2 separate regions of the Mus musculus genome follow, and region 2 is linked to region 1. Evidence: chromatin contacts called from public HiChIP or PLAC-seq data. All regions are on one chromosome and are shown on one strand. The core of a region is the stretch at or near the end of the contact, and the rest is flanking DNA. Distances in the headings are between cores, read along the strand shown.

Evidence for each region. HiChIP or PLAC-seq counts read pairs in DNA pulled down with a chosen protein or histone mark.
Region 2: a contact with region 1 is called in an H3K27ac HiChIP or PLAC-seq map of the HPC-7 cell line, with 10 times the contacts expected there. The contact joins the enhancer-like site here to the promoter of Mrpl28 in region 1. A contact is called at or near these places in 24 of 39 promoter capture datasets (the 3T3-L1 cell line, 3T3-L1-derived adipocytes, the C10 cell line and 18 more), 4 of 15 datasets of contacts at CTCF or cohesin (CD8 T cells, the NIH/3T3 cell line, large pre-B cells and 1 more), 50 of 484 Hi-C or Micro-C datasets (the 63-12 cell line, the AML12 cell line, B cells and 30 more), 23 of 115 datasets of contacts at active chromatin or transcription factors (the 230-238 cell line, the HPC-7 cell line, the SCID.adh cell line and 11 more) and 4 of 9 other capture datasets (adipose tissue, liver, macrophages and 1 more).

The regions. Positions count from the first base shown.
Region 1 is chr17:26,121,490-26,125,081 of GRCm38.p6, reverse strand. It overlaps Mrpl28 (mitochondrial ribosomal protein L28), which reads right to left and starts at 1,579. Exons shown (of 5, transcript NM_024227.3): 1 at 1,233-1,579; 2 at 374-526. The coding sequence starts at 1,520. Pgap6 (post-glycosylphosphatidylinositol attachment to proteins 6) reads right to left here. Exons shown (of 13, transcript NM_021793.2): 12 at 3,426-3,542; 13 at 1,828-3,144. The coding sequence ends at 2,848.
Region 2 is chr17:26,228,627-26,232,189 of GRCm38.p6, reverse strand. The region is part of intron 1 of Fam234a (family with sequence similarity 234, member A); the gene reads left to right. Among named protein-coding and RNA genes, the nearest start is that of Gm23123, 6.9 kb to the right of the region's middle. Within about 2 kb of position 2,214, at least 30 of the 459 cell types and tissues checked have an H3K27ac peak or open chromatin away from gene starts, as enhancers often do. A contact at or near this core is called in CD8 T cells, the HPC-7 cell line, the P5424 cell line and 9 more, where this site is marked.

The DNA of each region.
Region 1 (3,592 bases), core at 330-2,829:
GGCATGCATGGTGGCGCACACCTTTAATCCCAGCACTCGGGAGGCAGAGGCAGGCAGATTTCTGAGTTCGAGGCCAGCCTGGTCTAGAGTGAGTTCCAGGACAGCCAGGGCTATACAGAGAAACCCTGTCTCGAAAAAAAAAAAAAGAAAGAAAGAAAGAAAAAGAAATGGCTACAACCATTGGACAAGTCAGCGACTCACAGGGAGTGGCCTCAGCAAGACAGAAAGCTTCAGGGGCTGCACCAACAGGGACTCAGTCCTACTTGTAATGGCTACCCTGGGGTGCCCCACACTCCCTGCCCATGCCCATGCAGTGCACTCGGCACTTCCCACGAGTCTGACAAGACCTTGGAGTGCACTAACCCCTGCTTGCCTTGAGAATATAGAAGTCAAATCCATAGGCCTCATCGATGAGATCCAGGGTCCTCATGGTCACAGTCACGGTGAACTTCTTGTCCAGGATTTCACTGTAAAGCTCCCGAGTGAACAGCTGTGGCTTCCACACCTTCTTCACCCTCTTGGAGAGCTAAGGGTGCAAGAGAAACCTCCCGTTTTCCTATAGACCAAGTGGGCCCCAAAGCACCCTTCTGGAACCTGGGCTACTGTGAGCCAGGCCCTCTCCCTTCCTCAGACGCTCCTCAGGACCACTGATGCAGGTCAGGGCCCCTGAGCTGGCTCTGGACACCCACCCACCTAGATGTCTGCTTCACTCAGGCTAGCCCTAATGCTACTGGTATATGTTCCAGATTCTCACACAGCTGAAACCCAGTAGCCACAGGCAAGTGAATGACACCCTGGAAGGCCTGAAACATACTCTCTCCTCCCACAGGGCTTGCCTAGGAGCAGAGTATCACCAGAAGAGATAGACTCCAGGCAGTCATCTCGGTCTTTTTGATTTTTATGTACTAGGAGCAAAGTTATTCCGTCCTAAAAATGAGGGAAATGCGCATAGAAACTAGCAGGTGACAAGCAGATTTCACTTCTCCCTCCTCTTCGGCACAAGCTTCGAATCTATCCTTCCTCCTTCCTTTTCTCCACCACTGTCCCCACTCTGTCCTTACTTTTGATACTATCTGATCCAGGACCACCCCACTTCAGGACTAGACTTTGCTATCGGAGTTAGCTTGCTCCGTAAACAAAACGCTTGTGTTAGTCTGGTTGACCGTTTGTGGCGCCCAGAGCAGCGCCTGCTCAGCAAAGCATGCAGAACAGCCGAGATGGTCCGCACCCACCTTGTCGTTGTTGGCGTATCTGTAGCCTAAAATCAAGCCCTCTCCACCCCACAGTCCCTGCTGGGACTCTGGAGGGTAGTGAACTGGAATGGGTACGTCCTCAACGCGCTCGCGCTGCCCATTCTTGGGGTTGATCTTGAACTTGGTCCCGTGAGGTTTGTAGTGTACCGGGGTCGGCGTCCGTTCTTCTTCCAGTGAGCGCAAGAAGTGGGCGGGCAAGCGCGCACAGATGCCCTGCCGCAGCCGCAGCTTCTGCCACAGGTGCACAGGATACCTGTGCAGCGGCATCGCGCGACCCTCTACTTCTAGGAGAGCGCGCCCGCGCCTCCCGGAACCGGAATAGCGTCACCGAACGTGCGCCTTCGCTCGCTGCCAATTGGCAGCAACGCCCGTCCATCTAAACTAATCCCTTTCCCTCCGCCTCCTTTAGGGACCATGAAAAATTATCTACTGCGAATGGGTTCAAGGCACCGTCTGCCAAGTGCAGCCCAGGAGTTCCCCAGCAGCTTTGGCAAGCCTGTTGGGAAAGGCTACCCTGAGCTCAACCTCCCTTTCCCTCCAGGGACGCAAGGAAAAAAAAAAAAAAGACCACTCATTTGATTTGAAAAATTATTGTAGAATATTAAATTCACCAATTACATAAAAATATGCCTTCATATCTTAGAACAGTAACATTTTACCACCTGCCCCCCACCCCCAACAGAATATACACATTTCCCCTTTCAGGGGCTAAAGTGTGCTTTGGTGCCAAATAAAGGATGTTAGTAGCTTGGGAAGGAGCCCAGAAGCCCACACCTGCAATCCCAGTACTCAGAGCAGATGAGCCTCACAGTGGGAACCAAATGGCCTGGGCACACAGCACTACCAGCTCAGTGACCCCAGGAGACCAGAAAGATTGGGCTGGGGATCCAGAACCCACTCCTTAATCCTCAGTTGATCCAGTAGGGGTCAGCCTCATCCAAGTGTCTAGGGCCAGCACAGGAGAATGCTCACCAGACTGGGGCCTTGGACCCCTTAAGAGAGAAGGGAACACTAGCGAGCATTGTGTGCCTTCTGGAGCCAGACCTCATACAGCTGAGCAGCCTGCTACCTCAGGCTCTCCCGAAGGCCTCCTGCTCCAACAGACAATGAGGGAGGGACAGCACACAGCACTCCAGGTCTTAATCAGCTCTCTGATGACCCTGGACTCTACCATAGCAACTGCAGCAGGAGGGTATCCCCATGCCAAGGCAGGATGGCATTAAGGGTACAGGATGTCAGAGACAGTGAGTGACCTCTGTGCACTCAGACTTCCTTGCTTGTGGGTCTCATATCACGGCTTTCCAAAGGAAGGGGACCACAGGAATCCCTTATCTGTATCCCCATCCATAACAGCGTGATCAGCCCACACGTGGCACCTGTGGGCTCCAGGTGGAAACAGCTGTGACCTTCAGAGGAATTGGCAGCAGCCATAAAGATTTTTTGGGGTGGAGGGGGTCTTCTCTGGAGAAAGAAGCCAAGCGTCTCAGGACAATTTTATTCAGATGGAAACCTGGTTGGGGCTAGACAAGCACCTCTCTCGCTTGTCCTAGCTGAAGAGGTCATTAGAGTTTCAGGTGTCCATGAACCAGCCTTATCAGGTCACTGTGTACAACTCATCCCGATCATTCCTGCAGATCTGGTAGTGACAAGGGAACTTCTGCAAACAGGCCCAGGACCCAGCTTTTTCCTCTCGTGGTGGCAGAAGAAATGCTGCACTACCAGCCAGTAGGATGTGCCAAATGCTGTGGGTGTAGTAGTAATTGTCACTGGTCATCATTGAAGTATACATGGCGATGCCAACGGAAGCCATGGAGATGCCAGGCAGGAGGTAGAAGACCCAGCGCTGCCAGGAGGTTGGGTAGCACTGTCCCCGGTGCCCACAGCGGTATATCTAGAGTGGATAGCCACATGGGAGTTGGTTGGTTGGTGCAGACCCAGAGCCAAGAGGTATGGGGTCTATCTAGATCTGGGCAGGAGAAGTGCATATGGCCTCATGCCTAGTGGTTATCGGCACAAGACCTAAGGCACATAGCCAGACTGGGGCTCTATGGGTAGCTGCTACCGACTCTAAACAGATGTGGAGTTTTGGAGCCCTCCCAGCATAACTGGAATTAAGGGCCTGGCTCTCTTCTCCATGAGTCTGAACAGGAGACTATATGCCCTGTTCCTTACCCACATGGAGGCCATGATCACAAAAGCAAAGACGCAAGGTCCCATCAAGTTCCAGATGCCCCTGCGATCCATCTGCAAGGACATGGCGATGACGAGTGTGCCGAGGACAAGTAGTACCTAGGAGAGACACAGTGGTTTGTGAGGCCATAGAAGCCTTTGGCTGGAAT
Region 2 (3,563 bases), core at 965-3,464, 110 kb before region 1:
AATTAATGTTTAAAATGTTAAAATGGGAATGTCACTGGGCAGGTATGTATTTGACAGACTGTTTAGAAAGTTAAAACTAAAATAAAGATTAAAAAAAAAAATCAAACTATTGAAGTCCTGAGTTCAATTCCCAGCAACCACAGCGGCAGTGTGCTCATAGACATAAAATAAATAAATATTTAAAAATATTTCTTAAAAAATCAAACTATTAGAGACAAATTAGGAAATAATTTAGATACAAATAAGGAAATAAAACAAGCATTAAAATGAAGAAGCTTAACATACCTCCTCGGCCCGGCTGAGGCCTCTGCCTCTGGCTATGCTCTCCCACACGACCACCTCACCGCTTTACCATTCTGTGTGTGTGCTCATGCGTGTTCATGTTGGGGGGGGCATGGAAAGCAGAGGCCAGCCTCTAGTGTTCTCCAGGAGCTGTCCTTTTTGAAGGCCAAAGCCGGGACCTGCTGCTCTCTATTCTGACTAGGCTGCCTCGCCAGTGAGCCTTGGCGCCCACCTGACTCCAGCTCCCTACTGCAGGGTTACAAAGCTTGCTTAGCTTTTTAATTGCATCTGGAGGGCTCATACTTGACCGGCTAGCACTCTGCTGGCTGACCTACCTACTCAGCTTCCTCTCCTCCCCCCTTCCCCCCCTCCCCCCCTTTCTTCCTTCTTTGTTTTTCTACTTTAAGACAGTCTCTCATGAAGCTCACTTATGTAGCTCATGGTAATTCACTATAAAGAGAAATCTGTCCTTGAACTCACAGAGATCCCCCTGCCTCTGCTTCCTGTATGCTGGGAGTAAAGGCGTGTGCCACCACATGTGGCCTTTTCTTGTAGTTTTCAGACAGGGTTTGAGGTATTTAGTTAGCATAAACTCATTGTATTGACAAGCACAGCCTTGAACCTCTAGTGCTCCTGCCCAGTGCCTGCCGGGTGCTGGCATCACATGGGTCAGCCACGCGTGACTTCTCTCAGGAAATGAAGAAATGGAGGAACCGTTTCTACTGTCATTTTGTTCCATAATCTTTACTGTAGTGAATATGTAATCCTCTTTCCTTCTGTCTCACAAGGATTTATCGAAAAAGCTGCTTACCATGTTTTTAGCGGCCTTCCTAATGCTTCTATGCCAAATGCCTTGCATAGTGCTTTAATGTAATAACTGATGGGGAAGTGTCTAGGTAAATTTGTTGTTTTGTTTACAAGACAATATGCAAACCGTTTGCTTGTCTGAGCCAGTATTCCAAAGTCTTGACCCTCCCCCCTCAACACAGCACTCATGTCTCCTCTGTGGCACACTCACACTCAGCTCAGCCCCCAGATGGAGGCTGAGTAACATGGAATCATGACTCTTTCTCTTTCAGAGGTCACAACAGGATTAAAACTACAGCTCGCAGCATGCTAAACATGTACCCTGTGTCTCTAAGCTACACCTCCAGTGTGCCTGTGAGCTGGTGCTTTCTCCTTCTCTCTCTGTCTCTGTCTCTGTCTCTGTCTCTGTTTCCCAGACTGCCTGAAGACTTCATTTACAAACTTGCTATGTAAAAAATGATGGTGCTGATGGCTGTGTTCCTGGTCACTGTCCCTCCACCCTTCAATTGCTGGGATTGCAGACATGCACTGTCTTGTCTGGGCCATGAACAACTGTTCATTTATATATCTTTTTTAAATTTATGTTTTATTTTATTGCATATGGGTGTTGTGACTGCATGTGTGTCCGTGTCACACATGCATGCAGTGCCCATGGAAGCCAGGACTATAGTTGTGGGGTCAGTGGAGACCACTGGGCTCCTGTACGGGAAACCCTCGCTCTGGTCTCTAGTATCACAAATAATAACTCTCCATCCCTGCGTCCCTGTCACAAGCTTGCCTCTTGGTCCCAGGTTCTGGGTTTGCTGGGTTTCCAGGCCACCGTCACTTGGCCCGAGAGTCTAGTGAGAAGGTTCAGCTTTGGCCTGACATGGACATGGCCATCAGCAACAAGTGAGTGAGTCCCACTTTCTAGGCCTCAGTGTCCCATCTGTAAAGTGGGTGTAGCTGCTGCCATGTCCCATCACCTGAGGGCAGGACAAAGCAGTTGGCCTGTGTCAGGGACTCTGAGGACTCCTTCAATGCCCAAGCAAAGTAAGGCCTTACTTCCCCTCAGCCACACACACTGCACTAGTGCTTCCTGTAGAAACTGATTTTCACATGAGACTAAACCCTGCAGGCAAGTGGAGGCACTGTCTTAGTGTTCCTCACTGTATCGTCGTCGTCATCACCCTGTGTCCACTCGCGCACAGACCACAGAGCATGTGTGACAGGCAGAGAGCAGAGCATGTGTGACAGGCAGAGAGCAGGCTTGTGCAGTAAGTACCTTTACCACTGAGCCATTTCTACAACCATATTTATGATTTAAAAAAAATTTTAAGTGCTGGGCATTGAACCCCTGGCCTCTTGAATATTAGGCAAATATTCTGACATTGAGCCACAGCTACAAACCCCACACATTTTCTTTATTTCTTTTTTTGGGGGGGGGGGGCTGTTCTGGAATTCACTCAGTAGACCAGGCTGAACTCAGACTCTAGAGCTCTGCCTGCCTCTGCCTCCTGAGTGCTGGCATTGCAGGATGAGCCATCACATCCCTCCCCCACCTCTCGTTTTAGTATCTACAAACTTTTAAAGATTTAAAGTTTTACTTTATGTCTGTAAATGTTTTGTCTGAAAAAAAAAAAGATGTGTATGCCTGCTGGATCCTCTGGGACTGTGGTTATAGACAATAGTGAACCACTGTGTGGGACCAGAAATCAAACTTTGGTAAGCTACCCCTCTAGCCTGCATCTACGAATATATAGATTTGTAATGAATTTATATATTTTAATAGTGAATATGTGATTACTGCAAAACCCACAAATGCTCTTTTAATGGTTACCAGCACACCAGGAGTGAACCTCACACCTAATCTCAACACTCAGGAGGCAGAGAGGCAGAGAGTCGCAGAGGCAGAGAGGCAGAGACAGAGAGGCGCAGAGGCAGAGAGGCAGACAGGCAGAGAGGCAGAGAGGCAGAGAGGCAGAGAGGCGCAGAGGCAGAGAGGCAGAGAGGCAGAGAGGCGCAGAGGCAGAGAGGCAGAGGCGCAGAGGCGCAGAGAGGCAGAGCAGAGGCGTAGAGAGGCAGAGGCGCAGAGAGGCAGAGGCAGGTAGATCTCTAAGTTTGAGGCCAGCCTGGTCTATATAAGAACTTGCTGGATAGGCAGGCAGGGCTACATAGAAAGGATCTTTAAAAAAAAAAAAAAAAAAAAAAAAAAAAAAAAGAGGGGAGGGGTGGGGAAGGAGTAAGAATCAAAGAAAAGAAAGAAATCAGGCCCATCATGTACTACCATGCCTGATTGTGGTTGAGTTTTTTTTAACTACATTGTGTGTGTGTGTGTGTATGTGTGTGTGTGTGTGTGTGTATGTTTGTGTGCATGTGCCACAGCACATGTGTGAATAATGTCAGAGGACAAGTTGGCAAGAGCTGATTACTCTCCCTACTGTGTGAAGCAGCCCAGGGATCAAACTTAGACTGTAAAGCTTGATAGCAAGGGT